2 separate regions of the Zea mays genome follow, and region 2 is linked to region 1. The links are chromatin contacts, called in public Hi-C maps. All regions are on one chromosome and are shown on one strand. Each heading gives the region's core, a stretch centred on a gene start, on an enhancer-like site or on the middle of the called end of the contact. The rest is flanking DNA. Distances are from core to core; before and after follow the strand shown.

What was found. Hi-C and Micro-C count contacts between places; a contact is called where the count stands out from the background.
Region 2: a contact with region 1 is called in a Hi-C map of ear, with 1.7 times the contacts expected there. The contact joins the promoter of LOC103630722 here to the promoter of LOC100275574 in region 1. A contact is called at or near these places in 2 of 25 Hi-C or Micro-C datasets (ear and leaf).

The regions. Positions count from the first base shown.
Region 1 is chr6:175,152,883-175,158,495 of Zm-B73-REFERENCE-NAM-5.0, forward strand. It overlaps LOC100275574, which reads right to left and starts at 2,705. Exons shown (of 4, transcript NM_001149625.2): 1 at 2,257-2,705; 2 at 1,260-2,003; 3 at 1-382. The coding sequence starts at 1,944.
Region 2 is chr6:175,521,445-175,527,057 of Zm-B73-REFERENCE-NAM-5.0, forward strand. It overlaps LOC103630722 (golgin candidate 5), which reads right to left and starts at 2,789. Exons shown (of 19, transcript NM_001350839.1): 1 at 2,095-2,789; 2 at 413-1,563; 3 at 58-129. The coding sequence starts at 2,239. It overlaps LOC541685 (photosystem I H subunit 1), which reads left to right and starts at 3,162. Exons shown (of 2, transcript NM_001111435.2): 1 at 3,162-3,521; 2 at 3,618-3,987. The coding sequence starts at 3,273. The coding sequence ends at 3,797.

The DNA of each region.
Region 1 (5,613 bases), core at 1,455-3,954:
TAGTACTGGACCCTATCCGACAGCCTTCCAATCTCAAAGTTCTTTGTCGCAATCATAGTTTCCATCTCTGATTCAACTTCAGCACGAGCAAAACCCCGAGCAATAGCAGCAGCCACAAGTTGTGAAACAGTTATTTGCTGGCACAACTCAGCTCCAGGATCCACCTTTAAACAATCAGAATCCTCAGCTATACTTGGAGATGGTAGTGATAAGGCAACAAGAGATAGGTGGTGACTCAGGTTCTTCCATTCCTGTTGCCAGATCTCAAGTGCTTCTTCTGTTTGTGTCCTCCTCTCAATTTCCATCAACAGACTTAACCTCATTTCACGGAGGTCATCATCCATGCCTCGCGATGACCGAGTTCCACCGTCACTGGATATTTCTATTTTTTGAGAAATAAGTATAATACTGGGTTAGCACACATATCAACCACTAGATCTGAACTAAGCAAGAGGAAATCCTCAGCATAATGGAACAAATTAAACAAAACTTATCACCATTTGACATTACTATAACTTAAACAGTCATATTACTTGGGGGACAATAGCTTAGCTCATGGAAATTAGTCACTACTCCATCCACTTCAAATTATAATGAATTTTTGCTTTTCTAGATACATTGCTTATCTAGTTATGGTGTATATCCAAGTGCATAGCAAAAGTTATGTATCTACAAAAACCAAAAGTATTATAATTTGGAATGGGGGAGTACAGCACAATTCATAACAATAGCTACTGTCAATAATCAGGCCCTAATAGGAGCAAGAAAACATAGATGGGAGCGACAACACATACTGAGCAAAAAGCTTGAAACTAACTCATACAATGGGAAAATCACATGCAGGATAACTTTTGCATATCTCTAACAACATTTAGCTGTGATCACTATTGTTCCAAGCTTAACTGCTTAAGAATATCAGAAATGGCTAACTCGTATAACCAATCACTTCAAAATACACTAACAAAATATACAACCAAAGCAAAACATGATAAATCCTATATCTTATAAATGGACCAAAGACAAGGATATTTTTTCCAACACAGTTGCTACATAATTTTCTTTGTACCCTTTCAGCTGCTTTTTAATAGATAAGCTATGGTGTAGTGAGCTAGGAACAGTTTGCAGGCTGGAAGTGTCTTTATAAAAAAAAATAGACTTGCTAGTAGGGTTATTTTCATTATTACTTCAATAGTCTAATATCATCAAAACCTGAAAGGAAAAATAACTTAACAAATAAAGTTTAACAAACTGATTCTTACCTTCAAATGCATCGTAGAATTCTGCACCTGGTGTACCAACAGAGGTTCCAAGAGGTGAACTAGGCTTCCGCCATTCAAAGGTGTCACTCTCACAAATTTTGGGTGCCTCACCATTCAAAGGCCTTCTAACATTAACAGGCTTCACTAATGCTTCAAGACTTTGACAAAACTCAAACTCAGGCTGCTCCTGCTCTATTTCAGCTATAACAGACCCCTTGCCTTTCTGTAGCATTACACTTTTGCCATTCAAAGCCTCTTCTACAGCACTTTCACCTTCAGCTTGACCATTGCCTGCTTGCTGAAACACAAACTCGGGCTCCTGGACTTGAGTGGGTTCACACCCTCTCGGCAAAGCAGGCAGCATCACAGGGAGGTTTGGCTGGCTGACCTCCCTCCCAGCATCACCCTGAGAGAAGGTCCTGGCAAGGGAGGCTCCCCGCCTCTTATGGTTGATGAGGTATGGCGACCAGGTTCCCGGGAACGAGGAAGGCAAGTCCGGCAGGGTGGTGTTCTCAGGCGTGGCATAGAGTGATGCCAGCGACGACCGTGTCCTGGCAGTAGACACTGGCACCGGTGTGGCCTTGTCAGGAGGCGGGGGCGGAGGCTTGGGAACCACCTTCTGGACATGAACAGGCGACCGTGTCTCTAGGAGGCGATCCAGCACGTAGTGCGTGATGGACGGCATCGGGATAGAACTTCAGGAAGAGAATCACAGACGGCTTGACCTCCCTTGCATCAACGAGCCTGAATCGAAGTTGGCATGATAAATTCAAGGTTAGAATGGAGCAAACCCTGCTCGGAGAGAGGGAAAAATATGCCACGCTAGAGGTATTCCGATCCAAAATATTCGGAAACACTCCCAGCGGAACACATATGACGCTATCCTTTTCCACCTTAGAAAAAGTCATCACCCTGATAGCTGGGCATGCAGGGAAAATCACCAACTTTACGCTACCCAACACAAACGTCGAGCGACGATAAGAATCGCTAGAGATACCTGCAGCAGTCACCTGACGCAGCCCGTGTCCCGGAGGCGCGGCGCCTCCACCGAGAACAGGGGAAACCCTAGCGGAGCCAGCTGCGCTCCACCTCCTTCCCAGGCCCGCCTCCAGGAAGAGAAGACGGCGTTGGCGTTGTTTTGCGTTTCCTTTCCCACGGCTGCAGTAGCGCCTGTCTCATTTGCGGTTCGAATTCTATGGGGCCGGGCAAAATAGAAGTAAGCGGCGCGAGGGCCGGACGAGCCTGGCTGGCGCAGCCGGGCGCGGAAGGCAACAAGCTGGTGCGGCACAAGCAGTGCGACAGGACAAGCTGAGGATGACGGCAGAGGCGATCGAAGTGAGGATGGCGGCGGAGGTGACACAGGTGAGGAAGGCGGTCGCGGTTGGCGGCGCTCGGTTGCGTCACCCTCACCCCTCGCCTCGCTCCGGACGGGGAAACAGGGAAAAGACTGAGGCCAGTTTGGGCTGCCCTCTCGTGTGGGCTACTGGGCTTCAAACGGTGCGCTGATTTGGTCTAAGGCCGTAATCCCGCGATGAGCTTGCCCGGGGAAAAGGGCCTTGACACCCCGTGGATCGAGCCTTCCAACCCAACGGAGCCTTGAATGGTGGCGCTAGGCTTCTGAATCATCCACGGACCACGGTTCGCGGTTTTTTTTTCGTTTCAAATAGTAAGAGCACTCCAATAATTCTCTAAAAAAAGTTGTCCAAACTTATGTTTACCAACTTACTAAATAGCTATTGAGAATAAGAAACAGTTTGATCTCCAATAATTTCTCATATTTAGATAATAGTTTAATTTTGAATCTAGTTTTTGGTAGGCTTGCTCCTGCCGGATCTAATTGACGGTAGGGTCGAAGGTAGTGGACATCGAGGACAGAAGAGAAGTCACACGATGTGACCTGTTGGAAAGCGATAGTCCAGTGACGTGACTTGTGAGAGAGCAATGGTCTGATGAAGAAAAATGTTGTGTCACGCATGTCGGAATTGGTTGCCTCGCTATATGAGAAATAAAAAATAGCATGTCGGACTCGCTGTGCGGGCAAGGGAAAAGTAAACACGTAGGTGTGAAAAATTCAACGACAGCTGCATTTAGAGAGTTACTATCGAGTTGCCAATTTCAAAAAATAAAAGGGTCAGATAGCAAGTAACTAAATTTAGCAAGTTCATTTGAATGACTTGAGATGTGTTTTCTGATCACTTCTTAAATTTAAGATTTAGATAGTTGTTTAGAGAACTATTGGAGTTGCTCCAACAAAGACGGTGTACAATATCATTAAATCTGTGGTTAACACCAACACTACGGCCAGTGCAATTAAGGCTCCCGTTTGACTGTAGCTTTTAGTTTCTAAAGAAGTAAAGAGTGTAAGGGTGTCGATGTTTAGAGTCCGACCGCACACCCAGGGATACCCTTGCAGTGTTTTTTGGTAGGACGGTGTCGTTGACTGTAGCTCGATGGTTCGTGCTAGGGGCACGCGAGAGAGACGATGTTCTGCAGGTTCGGGCCGTTTTAAGAGGCGTAATACCCTACTTCCTGGGATGGGTATGTATGTGGTGTGTTACAAGTGGTGTCTCCTGAATGGAGAAGGGCTAACCAGAGAGATGAAAATGATGGGTTCCCCTGGGCCTTATATACACGACCGTGGGATACTCCCTACGTACATGATGATCACGTTCTTCCAATATATCTCCTAACTAATAGCGAACCGACTTAGCTTATCTTAAGGAAAACTCATCGACCCTATCCCGAACTATCCCGATATTCAAGGACGCCGGACGTGGGAGAGAACGGACGGTTCCTTGAAATTGTGCGCGATCTGACGGATGATCCGGGCATGATCCCATTGCCCTCCTGGGTCAGCCCATCTCATTTGCAGTCTTTTCCCGGCCCACGACGAAGCGACCTTGTGAGGCGACGGGTCTGTGGCCCATGCAAGGGTCTTTTCGCCTTCTAGTGGATTCGGGGATATTTGTCCCCCACAGAGGGTGACTAAACTTTAGTTCTCTAGTTACTAAAAGGTACTAAAAATAGTTTTTATCCATCTTTTGCCCTCCCCTACACGTGTACCTAGGGATGAAAACGAACAGAAAACGGCTAAAAATATCCTCTCCCATTTCCGTTACCATTTTTTTACCGAAAACTGGAGCGGAGCGGTATAGCCGGAAACGGTTGCGGGATATACGTTTACACAAAAACATATTAAAACGAACGGATATGTAACGAAAATGGACGGTAACCGGAAACTTTGTCCAAAATATGCAATATTGCATAATCACTCAACAAACTACTAAGAGTTTAGGACATTATAAATCACAGCTTCACAAGTTTAAAAGTTGGCACAAAATCATATGTTTTTAAAGAACAACAGCTTGCGCAAATGCAACATTTTTTCGTCAACATTCTTCAACGATGAACCCCAAACTTGTGGATACATAAGACAAGAAGGATTACTCTATATGGTTATAAGATGTTAATATGACAGCATCAAAGATTATGCAGGCATGCCATATAGAGTAAGGCTAATATAATACTTTTATGTGTTGTTTTTTGTGCACCTAAAACAGAATTCTGGAAACGGAAAAACATGAATATCTTGTCAGAAACGGAATTTTGTAAATACAGATGGAAAAACACTGAACTTTTTTTGTTCCCGTTCCCACAATATACCATCTCATTCCCGTCTTTCCTGCAAATACAAAAAACGGTACGAGTACAAACTGAGAGCACCTAGAGGGGCGGTGAATAGGTGATCCTATAAGACTTTAAACTTAAGCCACAAAACTTGGTTAGACGTTAGCACAGTAATCGCCAAGTGGCTAGAGAGAAGTCTTAGCAAAACACAATAACCACAAGAGAATAATCACAGAGATGACACAGTGGTTTATCCCGTGGTTCGGCCAAGACCAACGCTTGCCTACTCCACGTTGTGGCGTCCCAACGGACGAGGGTTGCAATCAACCCCTCTCAAGCGGTCCAATGACCCACTTGAATACCACGGTGTTTTGCTTTGCTTTTCTTAATCCCGTTCGCGAGGAATCTCCACAACTTGGAGTCTCTCGCCCTTACACTTTTGATGTTCACAAAGAATCACGGAGTAAGGGAGGGATGAGCAACTCACACAGGACACAAAGATCATAGCAAATACGCACACACAAGACCCAGACTTGAGCTCAAAAGACTAGCACACTAGAACGGAGCTCAAATCACTAGAATGTCGAACAAGTGCGCAAGAATGATGTGTGAGTGATCAATAGTGCTCAAAGGATGCTTGATATACTCCTCCATACGCCTAGGGGTCCCTTTTATAGCCCCAAGGCAGCTAGGAGCCGTTGAGAGCAATCTGGGAAGGCAATTCTTG
Region 2 (5,613 bases), core at 1,539-4,038, 370 kb after region 1:
AGACGTTATGAACTGCTGCTGCAAGGCAAAAGATGGAAAATATGCTTACAAACATACCTTGAGATCATCGATCGTTGATTTTAGTTGTTCATTCTCATTCATCAACCTTGCAATTTCATCAGCTTTGGACTGTGGAAAGAATTACATGCTGTTAGGCACAATGAATATCAAAGAGCTGGGTATGTCACAACCAAATGACACATGGGACCAGAACCTATTAATGTTTCAACTGTACAATTATAAAACATGAACTGTACAGGATTACTAAAATGTTTCCCTTATTTTCCACAAAAAAAACATGAATTCACATATTTAAAAGGTTCACTTCCATGTGGAGTACTTTCATAGAGTACAACTCCACAAGCTTTGACTGAATTGCTTCCATAGAGATTTGGGCATGTACAAATGATACCTGTGACTGTCTTGCAGCACCTTGCAATGCAGCTTCCATCATCTTCATTTCACGTCTTAATTTCTCTAGCTCACCAACAGAAACAACAGAGTCCACAATCTGAAAATCTGTGATTCTAGCAATCTTTTCTTCTTCTGTAAAATTATCTGCGGGGCCTACTCCCCCTAGTCCAGCAGGTACATCGGTCAAACTGACCACTGACTCATTCTGCGAATGTGAATCATGAGCTGCAGTTATGGACTTTGACATTAAATCTTCAGGTTGCTCCATTACATTATCCTCCTGTACAACAACAGATACTTCCCCTGCCTCCATCTTATTGCTTTCTTCCTCACTTTTTTTGGTATCAATATTGCCATCATGTAATTTGACTTCAAGACGAGTAACTTTGTCTACTGTATCGCAATTCTCCTGTGGGCTACTAAGTTCTTTTGGGACATTGTATTCTTGAGCAATCTTGTCCTCAACTTCAGTTATATTATCGGAACTAGCTAGCATGGATTCTGCTGGTTGTGACTGAGAGGCATTCCCATCAGATGTGTCTTCCTTTCCTGTATCAATAGATTCACCTGTTTCGGTGTCACCTGATTTATCTATTTTGATAGGCGAAGAAAATGCACTACCATCAGGTAAGTCTCCAGCAGACTCTCTAAGCTGATTTGGCTCTGCTTCATCACTAGGACAAGAATGTTTACTATATTGATGGTCCTGGTTTTCTTCAACTGTTGAAGGATGTCCTGGAGATTGTGATGTTTCTGATGCTTCATCATCACCCACCTTAGATGCAAGTGCCTCAGTGCAGCCATCAAGCTTTTCTTCTGCTACTGAAGGATGTGCTGGAGTTTGTGGTGTTATGGACTGCTCAGAAACATCTGCCTTAGAAACAGGTGACTCATTGGAGATACTATGAGCTTCTTCTGATTTTGAAGGCTGTTCTGGAAATGTTGTTACTGATACTTCTGAATGATCTACCTCGGATGTCTGTTTCTTAGTTGGGGTGCTATGATTTTCTTCCTCTACTGACAGATCCTTTGGAAATTGTGGCTTTTCTGATACTTCAGTGCCATCTTCTTCACCATTGTGTCCCATGAAAGCCATGACAGGATTGAAGAATCCTATTCCATCAGAGTTGGATGTCCGCGATCCTGATGCTGCGTTACAAAAAAAGACATTTTATTTGAGCACGTAGCTGCGTTACAAAAAACATTTTATTTAAACAAAAAATACAATGCTTCCATTGTGAAGCTCTTAGCCAGCACTAGCAAATGAATCGGTCCTACAGATATCAGCAACTCAGACAGAGTGCAAAAGGTGTTACAGTTCCAACACTTGTAAGAGGACATAGGTTTGAAAATATGCCTAAACCATTCAATAGCACAGAATTCAACAGACTAATAGACTGAATTTTGACTTCACGCAGAAATTGATCGGGTGATAGGCGCATTTTTTGGTCACGGTCCAATGATAATAAGCAATGAGCACATGTCATTCTCCGCAAACATGGATCTGTCAAATATCAATTAAACATAACCACTAACACCATTGACTACCCTATCAGTGTCATATCAACAGTTGCAATGTTAATACGCAGACAACCACGCACCAATGCACCGTCAATACACTGAATTAGGCGAATGGCAGGACTGAGGGTCGTAGCATTATTGTCTCCGTGCCGTACGTACCTTCTTCATCGTCGCGCTTCTCCTCTAGGCCGAGCGCGCTGTCGAAGTTCTTCTCGATGTTCTTCACGCTCTCGCTGATCTTGTTGACGGCTCCGGCGATGTCCTGCAGGCCGCTGAGCGACACCTTCCCGGACCACCACGCCATCCCTGTCCCCGGCCTCCGACCGCCACCGGCTCACGGCCTCCGCCTCCGCACCTGGCGCTGGCGCCTTAGATCTCGGGCATAGATCTAATGACCCGCGCAGCCGATCCACCGCCCACACCCCAGACCACGCGCGGGCGGGAGCGGAATCTGGCCCCCCGGCAACCTCGCCTCGCTGACCAGATCAGCTGAGCCCGCGAGCCTACGATAGCGCGATGACGGGGGCCGAGCCGGCGCCGCCGCGGGCCTGGGGGGAGAGGGGGGAAGCTCTTCAGCGAGCTCCCGCCGCGCGGTGGCGACTGGCGAAGCGGGAGGGGAGATGTAGCTGCGGGGGGGGAGGGGGGAGGAGTGCGTAGGGTTGGGTTGGGCCGTGGAGCACGACGGAGGGGTGGGAGAGAGTGCGTTCGGCCGTTGGCGCGTGTGGACGCCGCGTCGGCGTCGGTGATCGGCCGCCCGCCTGCCTGCCACGCTCTCTCGGTTCGGTGCAGTGAGCAGTCAGCAGTGGATCTCGCTCGGCCTGAACGAACACGACGGAGGACGGACGGATCGATCTGTCCGCGGGGAGGTGCGGGTGCGGCTCGTCCCGTCGCTCCAGCTGCGTCCCGCCGTACAGTATAGAGTATAGACACAGTGGGCCGTGTGGACCTTGTCGACAAGTCGCGCATGGGCTGTTTTAGGCCCGTTCGGCCTACAAGACGGACAAGCCCAAGCACAAACAAAAACTGCAGAAGCAGAACACTAGAACAGATCCTCGCTTAGCCTACCTGGCTCCATGTCGGTATTGCCAAGTCAGCTCGCATCAGAATCAGGAGATCAGGATAAGCCTATCCAGAGCAGGCCACACGGCATCCTCCCTATGGGTCACGGCCATCTTCGCGCCTGAGAGTGCGAGGCGTCCACCCACACAAATCCCAAATCCTCAGCACGATACGATCCGCCGAATTAAGTTCGTGCACGTACGCACGCACCGGGACACCAGCAACCCCCAACAGCGCCACTGTCCAGTGCGCGCGTCAAGCTTGCTTAGCTAGCCGCCATGGCCTCCCTCGCCGCCGTCTCCGTGAAGCCCGTGGCCATCAAGGGTCTCGCCGGCAGCTCCATCTCCGGAAGGAAGCTCGCCGTCGCCAGGCCGTCGGCCCGCTCCATCCGCAGGCCCCGCGCAGCCGCCGTGGTGGCCAAGTACGGCGACAAGAGCGTCTACTTTGACCTCGACGACATCGGCAACACCACCGGACAGTGGGACCTCTACGGCTCTGACGCGCCCTCGCCCTACAACCCGCTACAGGTGCCATGATGTTTCCAACCCATTCAATTCCCTGCGGTAACTAGACTTGCTAGGGTGATCTGATCTCTCTGCTGCATGCGTTCTTCACGTCACCAGAGCAAGTTCTTCGAGACGTTCGCGGCTCCGTTCACCAAGAGAGGTCTGCTGCTCAAGTTCCTGCTGCTGGGCGGCGGCTCACTTCTGGCCTACGTCAGCGCGTCGGCGTCACCGGACCTCCTGCCGATCAAGAAGGGACCTCAGGAGCCGCCGCAGCCGGGCCCGCGCGGCAAGATCTAAGCTCAGCTTCTCCATTTGCATGGTCTAGTAGCTTGCTTTGTACTGCTAGCGCCGGTCGATCCGTCGCAATCGTCATGGATCATCTCTCTATCTTGTTGTTACGCTGTTCATAATTTGGTATATTTGCCATTCCGCTATTGTGTACTCTTTGGCATACATACAATAATTAAAATGGCGTTGCGTGGCTCTCATATAATTAACCTTCACATAACCTGAAGACTCAAGTACGTATAGTATGGGCAACTTTATTGTAGATACTATCTGGAGTCTCGAATATTTGTCGTCCGCTAGTTCATATTTAAACTAAACAACGATAAATAAAAAAGAACTAAGTGAGTATATTTTTTTGTGGGAGAAGGGTTATCCATTAATACATCCACGGTTCTGTAAATTCCATTTCATGACATGAAAAAAGGAAAAACGCATCCAATAGCCCATTATGTAAATATGTCTACCGTCTATCCATTGGACAAGTTATATATTAATGACTAGTTTGGTAACCTCATTTTTTTAAGGATTTTCGTTTTTTAAGCGAAATTAGTTCATTTTACCTTGGCAAATAGAAATTTTTTAGAAAAAAATGGTGTTCTCAAACTAGCCTTAAATTTTTTTAGAAATGAGAATATTATTAATATTCCATCTTCCAGGGGCGGATTTGGGCCTCGGGCCACCTGGGCCGTGGCCCAGGGCGCAGCCCAAAAACCCTCTTATATATAGGTCTTTTTTCAACCAAAAAATCTAGACCAAAATACATTTCAGCCTAAAAGATCTCCTGCTGCACCGATTGAGTCTGGTGGCGCTGGCGGCCTCCCTCAGTCGCTCAAGCCACGAGAACACACTCTTTCAATTATTTCGCAAACATGCGCAGCTGCGTTTCCTATGTTGCCAGCGGCGCGGCCGCCTCCATTCAGTCCTCTATCGCTCTCCACGCCTTCAGGCTCTACGAATCCGATAAGGGAACAAGGCAGCAACCTCTAAGGCAGCCGGGCGGGCTCTGACTCAGGCATCCGCCACCGCCAGTCCGCCTCCAACGTCCCTGCGAACCTGTAGCAATGACGCGTGCGGTCCGCACTAGCACCATGCCACCGCCCAAATCCGCCCTGCCAATACATCTCCCAAACTATACAACTTCCTCAACCTATTTTCCTTACTTTTCTTACCCATGGGCGAGGGCGGAGCGCCTCCCTGGCCAATGGGCAGTGACCACCTAAGCAGCGAGCGTTGTGTGTTGAGTGTTGACTGCCATGTGCCCGTGATTCTCCTCTATTGTGAGTAATTGTTCTCAAATGTCTGATTCTCTTTCTCTATCTGCCACAGTTCCACTGGATTGTTTTAAATATTACTACCCATAAAGTGTGAAAAAATAAAAGACGAGTAGTACATCGTTATATTTGTAGAGTGGCCTGGGACGTTATTTTTATGGAGCTCTGCCACTGCCATCTTCTGTATCGGTTGATACATTCGGCTGTCAAACTCACAAACATGGGGTTCCACATTAGAACAAAATCTCACATTCTACGAAGGTTTCATAAATTTAAGCTCTCAAACTATGCTCTCAATCTATGAAAAAAAGACCATCCATTATTTGAAAAGATCTCCATCATTGTTGTTTCAAGCACACGACGGCCCCATTTTACTTGAGGTCTGTCCTCCTCCTTCTGCAACAGTGTCCAGAACCTTGTCCAATGTGTTCCTCTGAAAGTGACTTGAAAGGGAGTGGAAACTTGTACATTATCAAAAAACCACATCATTATGACTTAACCATATAGCCCAACAGAGGGCACATGCTCCAACCCAAATCAGGCTCTTAAGTCTA